2 separate regions of the Anser cygnoides genome follow, and region 1 is linked to region 2. The links are chromatin contacts, called in public Hi-C maps. All regions are on one chromosome and are shown on one strand. Each heading gives the region's core, a stretch centred on a gene start, on an enhancer-like site or on the middle of the called end of the contact. The rest is flanking DNA. Distances are from core to core; before and after follow the strand shown.

Region 1 (6,686 bases), core at 2,022-4,521, 780 kb after region 2:
CATCACAAACTTCCTCAACGCACAACTATTTCACCTGCTGTCCAGTTTGTGGAAGATATGGTTAAGTATTGCCAGGTTTCTGCAGAAATGGTCCATTTTAATGGAGAAGTTTGCTTATGTTCTACATGTGGCTGCTTTGGATAGTGCAGTAAGATAATGCTAAGAAAAGGAAAATCATCTTCTATCAAAAGGTATTTTAACTGAGTTGAAAACCTTAAGACAGCACTAGGATGAAACCCTTAACAGAAGAAACAACAAAAGCTTCAGGGTTTCTCTGGAAAACATAAAGGGAGCAGTTTAGAAACACATTAAGCAAAATAAAAGGTTGTATACTCCAGCTGAGGGGATATTTCTTAAAAACTCAGTAGTTTTGCCTTCCTCCTGATTTCAAAAAACAGACATTCTTCAGAAGGGATAAAAACTGCAGTGTACTGATTTAATTTGTGCCCATTAGAGCTTATTCATTTTTCCCCGTGAATGATCCTCTGCACAACAGCACAAGGTTGACAGAGAGAAGACCTAGAGGAATAAGGTGCTATAAAATGAACCCATAAAGCAAACAGAGCAGAATTCCTATTTCTAAATAAATGGAAACTCCAATGGCAAAAGAGAGCACTTCCAGCTCTGTTTGTGGAAAACAAGTATTTCTATGAGGTTTTCTGCATTTTCTGTTTTTGTTTGTTTGATCTTGATACTCCTTATAATGCCTGTTTCCTAATTCCTAGAAATCAGCAGTAATAACTATGATTTCAGCAGCATGCCCCAGTGTCTATATGGCCACCAGCATGTCCATAAAGCTCTAGCTGTATGCTATATAGCTGTAGTAGTTTGAAGGACCAAGGCTTAAAAAACACCAAGCTACCTGTTGTCTAACAAATCATCTTAATATTTATGTACAGAGCCTGCACAAAATCAAGTTGCAGCATTTGGCAAGACTTAAGACACCATTTGCCAACAGGGGCATCTAGACGAGTAGTTTCTGGAGAGTACAACCTATATATAAGTAAAAATTCATAAATCTTCCAGTTTCAGAAATAATGTATCACAGTTCTGATCCTTCAAGGACTTGTTATCATAGCTACTCATACACACAAGCACTTACTGATTTTGTGTTTAAATGTGAACTAACAGCATTTAAACATCCAGTCCCTTACTGTACTTCACTCTGGTTTTCTGAGCAGCCAAGGAGGAAAATGAAACAGATCTGGACTAGCCTCAGAGCAGCTATTTGCAGACTTCTGCACCGAAAACTTCTTAACTCTGATGCACATTTGGAAAGCTGAGTGGCAGCAGTTTGGTACCTTGGCCAGGACAGGCCTACAACAGCTGCCACCCGCGCCAAAGCAGTCTGGAGACAGGCAGTGCCAAGGAAGGGCAAGCAGCGGTTCTTCCTTTGGCTTGCCAGAGGGAGAGGTGTATTTAATATATCCCGTACCACCTAGAGGCACGTGGCTGCTACGAAAGTCCTTAGAAGAGACCACATTCAGAACGTGGCGGGAGGCATCCCCAGATATCATCTTCCTTAGCAAATGTGGCGTTTTGTATCGCTGGCTTTAAGTCTTCATCCCATACAACGTGCCCACGTGCCATCAGCTGGAACACCTCTAGCACACGCTTCGGCTCTGACAGGGAACTCAGAACAGTGTGATGTTCTCAGATGAAGTTTGGATCCTCTCAGGGAGTAAAAATATAATAGAAAGACCCAGTAGGTATAAACCTGCAACACCCCATCTGTGACCAGTCTCCAGTCCTTCCCGACACGAGCTGGGGAAAGTGAGGAAAGAAAGACAACAGCAGTCCCATTTGGGACAGCTTTCTCTCAAAAGCCACAAGGATCTGGGCCCCACAAAAGGTTCTGTCACAACGTGGAAACCAAACCTCATGTAATAAATTACAGGAAAGGATTCCCATTCTCTTATTTGTTTTAGATGATAGGAAAAATGAAATCACTGGTAATGCCTCAGAAAAGCCACTAGCTTGCACTGCTCTACACCCTTTTTGGATAGAGAACGGACAAAAAGAGGAAACCATTTTAAAACCTAATTCTCTTCCCTTTATGAAGAAACTATAGTTGGCTACCAAGCCTGTAGTTTCCTACAGCTTTTTTTTTTTTTTTCTTTTCATAAAACAAACACCCAGCTGTTTTTTCAGTTGCTAGCTCCCTGTCCCATATTTGAAAAGTTTTCACAGGCTGGCAGGGGCCTTGCGCTCTACAACAAGGGGACTTGATCACTTTATCAAAGTTTCCTTTTACTTCCATCTCACGAAAGTCTTAGAGATGCTTTGTGGAAGCACCTTATACAGCCAAAACCTTTTTTCTATCATTCTTAAAAGTGAGCAGATTATTTTAACATAGTGTTGCCTGGATAACAGGGAAGGAAGGAAATAGGAGACCACCCCCAAACAAACATCTCAGAAGACAGTGCGTCAGGCACTTGAAATTTTAGTGAAAAAAAAACAATTCACACTCAAACTGAAATTATAATGTATTCAAAGTGAGCTCAGCACTCATAAGAGCTAAAATAGGAGAAGAAAAAATATTTTCCACTGCAAGAACCAGCAAAATTACAAGCGTCTTAACCAGTGACCAGCTCTTAGACTACACTGCACATTCATTTTCCAGGTGCCCGTGAAGACACCAACACATCCAGAGGAACTAAGGTAAGACGAAAGCTTTTAATTCCTGCAAACTAAACACGAATCAGACAGCTGTAATTAGAGCTGCGACCTGTTTGAAAAAGCAACTCAGTGCTGAAGGCTGGCATGTTCCTGCAGGCCAAGTTATTGCATTTCCAAAACCATGACTTCTGACTGGAACTACAGACGGACACTCTGCTACATGCAGCACTATGCTGTTAATACAGTGTCACCACTATATTATTAATAATATTCAAATACAAGTACCAGACCTGCAGTTCACCCTCACTTTGTAGTGATCTTAAACAATCAGCTATGCGAGCTTGTCCGTCTGGAGCCAGGGCCTGCATTAATTTCCCCGGTTGCCCCCATAGCCAGTCCTTCCCGTGCCAGCCCGGCAGGGCAGGCGCCATTTGAGTGGAATTTTCACGAATTTGGCGTTAATGCTCGGGGAACGAGAAGGAGCGGGCCGGAGCTCAAGAGGGACGGACAGAAGACAAGGAAAATGGGACGGGGCACACGCCCTGTCACAGGGACGGGAGATAAACCACGTTTTTTTTTGTAAAAAACGAGTCTGGCACACGTTAGCTCGAGCACGTCATCGCCCGTTTATATAAAGCACAGCCGCCTGTCACAGCCCCGGGGCAGCCCCTCTACCCGGCTCGGCCGCAGGACCGCCATCTCGGGCCGCCCTCGCCCCGCGGCCACCTCAGCGCCCGGCCCGGCCCGGCCCCACCGGGGCGGTCACCGCCGCCGCCCCGCCCCGCTTTACGACAGCCGGTGGCGGCTGTGCGGCGGGGCCCGGGGCCGAGCGACGAGTCTCGGCCCTCCGCCAGCTCGGCCCGGCCGTCCGCAGTGCGAGGGGCTTGGGGCCGGGCGGCAGCCGCGGCCATGGTGAGTGCGGTGGGGGCCGGGCCCGGTCGGCCGCGCTGCGGGAGCCGCCGGGGCTCCGGCCCTTCCCGAGGCCCAGGAGGGCGGCACGGCCTGCAGGGAGCCCGCTGCCCTCGGCACGGCCCTGGAGGCCGGGTACGAGGGGCTGCGGCGCTGAAAACCACCCCCCGGATCCCACTCGGCCCCGCAGCCCCGCCGCAGCCCTGCCCGGCGCTAATGGGTTAATGGTGCCCGCTTCCAGAGACAGCCTTTTTGTGTGTGTGTGTGTGTGTGTGTGTGTGTTGTCTTGTTTCTCTTTCTTGGTAAACAAAGACTTTGTTTCCTGTGCAGGCCGGTACCATGGTGGCGGTTGGCCTGACCATAGCAGCAGCTGGATTTGCAGGTTTGTAGATGTGTCTAACGCCTGCTTCTGCACCGATGCATTTTAATACCTGATAGTGGACACTGCTGAGAGCCTATAATGAGAAACGTGGCAGTAGTTAAACAATAAATAAAAATTTCTCATTTTTTTATGTCTAAAAAAAATTCCTTATTCCATATTCTAATCCATAAATTACTAGTCAAACTGAATTGCCAGGTCTTTATGAAACCTCATACTTAGTCTTGTTCAACGCTAATTTCTTTCAGGTCGTTATGCACTCAAAGCTATGAAGCAAATGGAGCCCCAAGTAAAACAAGCACTTCAGAATCTACCGAAACCCGTAAGTTTTTATCAATGGCATCTTTTTATTAAAAAGTGTACTCAGTGAAGTAGCTGCAGACTGTTGTCTGTGTAGTATTGCATCTTCTAAAATTAAACATAATTTTGTCACTATTAACAGTCTGTGATTCTGATGGTAGTAGACTAATAGAGAAGTTGTTCTGGCAGGTTTAAGTATTAATTTAAGTTACAGTGCTCTGCTTCAACTGAGTTCCTTATTGCAAGTGCAAAAGAAGCTTCACAATCATGAAGCAATCATGAGTTGTTTTAACTGATGTAGTTAAACTTACATAATCATTGTATTCTAAATGAACACACTTTCCCTTCCAGGACTTCCGTGGTTATTATAGAGGTGGATTTGAACCCAAAATGACTAAACGAGAAGCAGCTTTAATACTTGGAGTGAGGTAAAAGAAAATTTATTATAAATGAAAGGTAAAAAGGAGGATACTCAGTACTCAAGACTGTCCTATGCCAGTTCCCCTGGAAATGTCACTGCCAAGCCAGGAAATACAGAGTGTCTTCTCAGGATTTTCTGTACTGACTTGGGGTTCTCTGCTGCATGGTAGTGTGCTCCAAGCTAACTCTAATTAGACTTGCATACATCTGTAAATCCCAAGCACATTCAAAAGCCGGTCCTAGTAAACATGCCATTTTCATGAAGACCTGGGGCTGATTCTGTGTGGGGAACAGGGTTGTGCTGCTCGCTTGTGGTTGCTGTCACTTCCGTTGAATTTCAGATCCTGTGTGAAAGTGCTGCACACCTACTTCCTGCATGCAAATTCATCACTTATTCTAGAATATCTGAGAGAGGATTAGCTTTCCCTGCCAAAACTTAGAGTCTAAGACCAAATACGCAAGTTTATCTAGTAAGAGAGAGAGTAAGAACCATTTCTCTTTGAAGGCAACTTTCAACAGGGAAGTTTGTACACAAATAATTAAAAACAATCGATTAAGTTTTTCTTTTTTTCAGGAGCCCTCTATGAAATTTGACCCTATAAAAATGTTACAATCTAGTTTTGTTCCTTTTTGATTGAATATTCAGTTTGAATTCACACAGGCATTTGAGAGAGCCCTGTCTGGGACATACACTGTAGGATCTTGAGGTGGTTAGCTACTTCTGCAAGATAGTGTAATTCTACTAGATTTCAGTGGGAGCTAAATACCAAAAACACTTTTAAGTACTGCTGTGTCAGGATAAATCCTGTTAACTTGGTTGTTACCAAAATATTCTTGAAAATTTGCCTATTTTTATTTTTTCCCCTCATCTCCAGATTGTGTGGATGTTCCAAAGCATGTTAGACTGCTATACCATGTCCTTACAGCATGTCTTCTTGAGCATGCAATATATTGGAAAAACCCTAAAAAACCCTACCCAGGACTTAAACGTTATACATAATAATAGGAAAAGAAAAACATACATGTAAATCAAAGAATTTTGGGGCAAGGCAAAGTATTTGTTCTAAGACATCTTTTTAATCTGGAGGATTTTATGAGGTTCCCTCAAATTAGTTTTTCTTTGTCTTTTAAACTAGCCCTACAGCCAACAGAAGTAAAATTAGAGAAGCTCATAGACGCATCATGCTTCTGAATCATCCAGATAAAGGTAAGTAAAAATAATTCACATTGATCGACTAATACATATTTTTACCCATGAAGTGAACTGTGTGGGAAGTGGTATTTGAATATGTTGGCTACTAAAAGAAAAAAAAAAGTGAAAACAGATTTTAGAGTGCCTAAATTCATACAGTTTTGGAACATATTCTGGTGTTTGAATGGTTTAAAGCAAGCAGACAGATTCAGCAGGTCAACTGATGCTTGCACTTTTCTGTTTATATCCGGTTAAAATAAGACTTGTTAAACTGAGACTTAAAATCACCTTAATTTTAGGTGAAAGACCAGAGTATTTCTGTGTACTTTATATTTACCATGTGAGTTTGAGTTGAGATGAATTCATTGGAAATTGGTCCTATATGGCAAGCGAAGAATTGAGCCTTCTGCTTCTGTTGAAGACTAAACTACAAAACACTGCTGCCGGTGGCATTCCGAAGGCTCAGAATCTAGTAACACTTAAAGTTAGTAATTCAAGGCACCTCTGCCTATTCTGAATTCTGTATTCTTCAGTGAGTTAGAATTGTTTGTTAATGCTTGGCATTTAACTTTTTAATCCTCACTTAAAAGGTGAAGTGGCCTCCTTGAAAGTGACTTCATTACTTGTTGTATGCACCAAAACCCAAAATACTTGTTTCATCCAGTGTGACATGAGGTTATCTTTCTTCTAGGTGGTTCACCATATGTAGCAGCCAAAATCAATGAAGCTAAAGATTTACTGGAAGACCAAGCTAAAAAATGAATTGGAGATTGAAGTCATAGGGCTTGTTTGTTCAAGTGATTTTTGTTTTTTTTATAAACAGCTCAAGGCAAGTTTTAATGTCAGCCTTTGACTTGACAAAAATGA
Region 2 (5,749 bases), core at 1,691-4,190:
TCTGGTGCATACATGAAATGCTCCTATATTTAGTGAGAGATGTGCAGGGATTAACATATGCTCATATCATGAAAATTAAGCCCATGCATACAGCAAAAGACATGCTTCAAGCTAAAAGTTAATATGTGAAGGGAGCTAAGCAACTTTGAGCTAATCTTTTTCTTTCTCACACCAAAGCTCTGGCCATTGCACGCCAATAACTCAGGGCCATGCATGTCTGAAGCTCATGTTCCCAGCACCTGGGCTTTCCCAGCTAGCCACAAAATGTCAGATAACCTTCATTTCACTTTTTCTGCAAGTTCTATTCCTTATGAAGTTGCCAGATCCCAAGTATCTTATTAAATTATTGTTTCATTGTCTCAGGTTCTTAACTCTTACTTCAATTTTTTTAAAAGGAGTAAGTTGCATTCCCACGTGCAGAAACCTCATAAATGGTTGTTGGGAAAATAGAAAGTGTTCCATCTGAGTCAGAAAATCTGTACGGATTAAAGACATGGATCTTGTTTTTGAACCTTGGCTTTGCTGGGGCTTTCCTATAGCCCATACATGTCTAAAGAATATGATTAATGAGCCCAGCCAATGTTTAACCTTTTTCATCAGACCTGATGATCTTAGAGGTATTTTCTGACCTAAATGATTCTATGAGTCTATGATTTTGCTGTGGAATTATTTTTTGTTATCTCCCCAGGTAAAATGAATTCAAATTTCAAAAAAATTATGTTGTTCACAATCTGCTCATAGAAAAAACAAAAAAAGGTGGGGGGATAAGTACTCAAATAAATAATGTAAAGCAGCTTTCAGAATATACAAGCTTCTACAATAAAAATTAAAATGTTACCAGCCCAACATATCCAGTACGTCACTAGGTTCACTGCAGCACCTCCATCTATGTACATGAACATTAAGCATATTTCTGGTGTCAGTGGGAAAACGGTTACTTTCTGCATTTTGGTTTTATTACATTGCCCTTTCAAATATCTGCATATTCAAACCAGTGATCCCACTTGACCTTGCAAGCTCTAAAAGCCTCACTGACAGGACACTTTCACCAAGAGCAGATTTGCAATACAAATGTGCTTGCTACTTCTGTTAGTTTTACTGTTCAAAGTGTAAAATCCTCCACCACTTCTGATTTATGTATTGCAGAATATCCTTAGCTCTCTTAGTGTTTAATGGTAAACTACATAAAATGCTGCCATCTTGTGTTTAAAGACAAACATGCTGAAATTTTTTTTTAATCTGTATATCAATAATATTGCCACTATTACAATTGATGGCTTGAGTGTTCCTGGGGAAAAGCGTGGTCCATTTGCTATTTAAATAGAATAGTTCAGTCAGAAGGGACCTACAAAATCATCTAGTCCAACTGCCTGACCACATCAGGGCTAACCAAGAGTTGGAGCATGTTATTAAAATCCCAATCCAAATGCTTCTTGCACAGACAGGCCTAGGGCATCGACCACCTCTCTAGGAAGCCTGTTCCAGTGTTTGACCACCCTCTTGGTAAGGACGCTTTCCCTAATGTCCTGTCTGACCCCCCTGGTGCAGCTTTGTGCCATTTCCGCATGCACCCTGTCCTCAGTGACCAGGGAGCAGAGACCGGCACCTGCCTCTGCGCTTCCCCTCCTTGGGACGTGGCGGAGAGCGGTGAGGTTGTCCCCCAGCCTCTTCTCCAGAGGAGACAACCCAAGCGTCCTCAGCCTCCCCTCACAGACATGCCCTGCAGCCCTTCTACCAGCTTTGCTGCCCTCCTCTGGATGCTTTCAGGGACAATACTCGAGATGAGGCCGCACCAATGCTAAACACAGCAGGAGAATCGCCTCTTTAGGCCGGCTGTGCCGTGCTTAACGCACCCCGCATGCAGTTTGCCCTCCTGGCTGCCAGGGCAGCTGCTGGCTCTTGCTGAGCCTGCTGCCACCAGCACCCCCAGGTCCCTTCCTGCTGATCTACTCTCCGGCCACTCATCTCCCAGGCTGTGCCTGTGCCTGATGTTGCTTCGTCCCGTGAAGCACCCAGCATTCGTCTTTGGGGAACATCAAGGTGTTGATGGCTGTCCAATGTGCCAACATATCTAGATCCTTTGCAAGGCCTCTCCTTCCTCCAGAGTCATAAGTAACTGTTAATACTTTGAATAAGTGCTACTGATTTTTCATTTCTCTACATAGATAATTTTAATGTCATGGTCATCTAAGTACTACACTGGAAATGTTTTATTGCAGTCTATCGGTATCACACTTCATCTGAACTTTTCTGTTAACCTGGGCTCTGTAAATTGGTGTGACTGAGACAAGTGAGGTGACCTTGGTGATTCAAGCTTGTTTGCTTGCTGTGCAATGAGAGCCAGCTAAACGTGGACAGTAACAACGGCCCCACCAGGCCTGACCCAGCTGCAGCTTGCCCTGTGCCCTGTCTCTTCAGGGCACAAGCAGGGCGCTGGAGCCGCACGGGGAAGTTTAGCAGGGCCCTGCACCAGGATGCCTGCCATATGGCGACACCTGAGCAAGAGGTGCAGGCAAGAGGTGCCCCTTCTGCATTGTCTGTGGAGATGGGACGTGTCTCACCCCTCTTTTCCACATAAACTGCTCAGTTTTGCGCTGGGTGGTCGTGCCTGGGCACAGGGACGCTATGGTGGCAGGGAATCCCTATGCCTTTCCCAGCCACCCCTCATATGTCACCATAACCCCCAGGGCAGTCCATTCTGCAGGCACACAGCTCAGAGCCCAGGAGTTCATAAACGAATCCGAGACTCCTCCTGCCGCCTGCTTCACCTCACGTTTATCTCAGCTTTATTCCGTCACTTTATTGCCCACTTTCTCTGCCGCCTCCCCCAGGCTCTGCCTCCCCGAACGAGCCCCACTAGGCGGCCACCCGCTGAGCCAGCGCTCAGCAGCCCCCTCTCGGCACCTCCCCCGGTGACCTCCGTCCTCCGGCTCCCCGCCCCGCCGGCCCCTCCTCGCCGCCGCCCGCCTCAGCGGCAGCCACTCGGGGCCGGCCTGGCGCGCACACCCCCGCCCCGCCGGCCTCCGCGTTCGCCAACATGGCGCTGGTGCGGGGCCGCCGCTGCCTCTGGGCGCTGCAGCGTCAGTGAGTGCGGGCCGGGGCGGGCGGCGCGCGGCTTCTTCAGGCGGCGGCGCTCCCTCCGCCGCGGTTTCCCCATGCCCGGCTCCTCTCCTCCTTCTCCTCCATCTCCTTCTCCTCCCGGCCGTTAACGGCTGCCGGCGGGGCGGGCGGCGGTTGGGGCTGGCGGAGGCGTCGCGGAGCCCAGGGTGCAGGCGGGCTGCCTGAGGGAGGAGGCGGGGAGGGGGCTGTGCGCCTTGGGAGCTGAGGCGCTGCTCGGCGCCGGCTTCTGCTGTGGAAAAAAGGCCCACCCAAACAAACAGACCCAAACCCAACAACCTCAAATTCAGCTTTAGCAACTGGTGTGGATTCCATCAAACTGTCCTGGGCACTCGGGGTTTGATACCTGTCACTGACTCCCCACCATAGCCACCCCGTGCTGCCTGTAAGGGCAGAAGGAGCTGGTGACAATGACAGCTGTCTGTTAAAAGTTCAGGAAGCGATGTCCCATCTCGCTGTTGATCGTGTGGCGTCAAGGACGTCTTGCATCTTTTTGTCCAGTATCATTTAAGAATTACTGGACTTGATCCAAGATTCCAAAGTTGACCTATGTGTTAATTAAAACTTCTTCAAGAGTTTGCTTCAGCATTTTCTTGCAGCCACTTAGTCTTCAATACCTGGTTTCTTTAGAGCTTTCAGTCATATTTGAGATTTAACTTTCCATTTCTGAAATGAAATTCACAGAAAGAAGAGTTCTGTTCTCAGTTTTCAAACTCTTCTTTCTTGACATCTTTCACATTCAGCTCTTGTGCCTTCTGTCTGTATAAACAACTATTGCCTGTGCAAGATACTCTATTTTGTGGTTGTGTCTTCTTTCCCAAATACTTCATGTTGCCAACTCTGTATTAAGTGCCATGCTCTGTTTTGTCCACCAAAGGACTTAGAGTAACCCACAGTAACTCTTCAACTTTGAATGCTGCTCAGAAAGCGAGGGGACAGTTCGTTGTTCCTGTTGTGTCTAAAGGGAATCAGAGATCTGATGAAGTTTGTCCACCTTTCCTTAGCATGTTGTACTTCGGTATGTTCTGTGTAAATAGTTGTATCAGAAGCTTCAGAGTTGGGTTGGTGCTTTCTTTGCACCTGAAACTAGAAGTAGCTCGGTTGCAACTTCTTTATGCACTTCCGTAACTATTCTGCTTGTTTCTGATTGTACAGGCAATGGAACCCAGCACAAAGATTTGTGAGATGCGTCTCCTCGGCAGTGGGTATGTAACATGCTTTCTTTGGCTGCAAGGTTCAATTGCTTGTGTAACGTGTATAGTTTTACAATTAGTTTTAGACCATTAGTTCCTGAAAAGATGTAGGTTCTTTTTTTTTATAAGTATGCTATATTTGTATAGTTACCAAAAACAGTAGTCTGTACCTGTTATACCAGAAATCACCTTTAATATTTTTAAACAACATTTTGAATAATTTATCTGTTGTAGTCATACTCAACTTACACAAATATTACATTTTCTGTGACGTTTTCCTCTGAGACCTTTTGTGATACAAAGTTTGCAAAGTCAGTGTGAGAATTGTTTTTTAGGCATATTAGTATTTAAGCAACATAAGAAAGAAAATAGTAAAATTTAGCAAGGTGATTTAAATGAACCCTGTTGTCGTGAATAAACGCTAAATGGTGAAAAAGAAATCAGAATTCTAAAATCGCTTTATTTCCAGCATTGGTTTTAATTATATATTTATTTTTAAACTTGCTTACTGTGCTTCATCCCTTTAAATAGGAGTTCACAACATAGGGAAGATTCTTATTGCAAACCGAGGAGAAATTGCATGCAGAGTGATGCGAACAGCAAAGAAAATGGGTGTGAAGTCTGTAGCAGTTTACAGTGAAGCAGACAAGAATTCCATGCATGTAGCAATGGTGAAGTATATTCATTATGTTTGTGATTGATTCTGCAAACACTTTCTTATGGGACTAACATTCATTCAAAATGGTAGTTCTCCAGGTTTCTCCCAGTTGAGTCTCTCTGGGAAGAGAGGCAATGATTTAAACTGTTGCATACTAGCAGTCTGATAAACAATAAAATGAGCTGAGAAATTCGAAGTTAAAATTGCTTTTTATTGTCTAATAAACAATCCGCGTAATACCTATTTTTGATGTAACAGGCAGATGAAGCATATTGCATTGGTCCTGCACCCTCACAGCAGAGTTACTTGTCCATGGAGAAAATCATAAAGGTGGCCAAGGCCTCCGCGGTACAGGTACGTTGATCATGACCTTAAATCTTTGGATACCTGCCTGCTCTTCAGTTTTTCATGTTTATTCATGATATTTGCATCTTGTGCTTCCTTAGCAGTATACTGAAGTTTCAGGGTATTCTAAGCTAAACTAATATAAAAATAGGCTGGTAACATTATTCTATTTTAGGCTATTCATCCAGGTTATGGTTTCCTCTCAGAAAACACAGAGTTTGCAGAGTTGTGCAAGCAAGAGGGAATCATCTTCATAGGTCCGCCTTCATCTGCTATCAGAGATATGGGTATTAAGAGGTATCTATTTCTAATTTGTTACTTGGTTATGCAATTTACAGTTTGGCGAGGCTAATTTTGTTACTAAAGGACCAGTTGCTACATATTTTTTTATTCCATCAGTTTTCATTGTCTTATTTTTATTGCTTTCTTCAAAGGA

Evidence for each region. A called contact is a pair of places that touch in the nucleus more often than the background predicts.
Region 1: a Hi-C map of blood shows a contact between it and region 2, with 14 times the contacts expected there. The contact joins the promoter of LOC106032159 here to the promoter of MCCC1 in region 2. A contact is called at or near these places in 2 of 7 Hi-C or Micro-C datasets (blood and granulosa cells).

The regions. Positions count from the first base shown.
Region 1 is chr9:19,024,404-19,031,089 of Taihu_goose_T2T_genome, forward strand. It overlaps LOC106032159 (SRY-box transcription factor 2), which reads right to left and starts at 3,272. Exons shown (of 6, transcript XR_007161729.2): 1 at 1-3,272. DNAJC19 (DnaJ heat shock protein family (Hsp40) member C19) reads left to right here and starts at 3,391. Exons shown (of 6, transcript XM_048059637.2): 1 at 3,391-3,531; 2 at 3,859-3,910; 3 at 4,156-4,229; 4 at 4,559-4,635; 5 at 5,764-5,834; 6 at 6,511-6,686. The coding sequence starts at 3,529. The coding sequence ends at 6,581.
Region 2 is chr9:18,246,286-18,252,034 of Taihu_goose_T2T_genome, forward strand. MCCC1 (methylcrotonyl-CoA carboxylase subunit 1) reads left to right here and starts at 2,941. Exons shown (of 19, transcript XM_048059633.2): 1 at 2,941-3,084; 2 at 4,273-4,322; 3 at 4,842-4,981; 4 at 5,227-5,322; 5 at 5,489-5,610. The coding sequence starts at 3,038.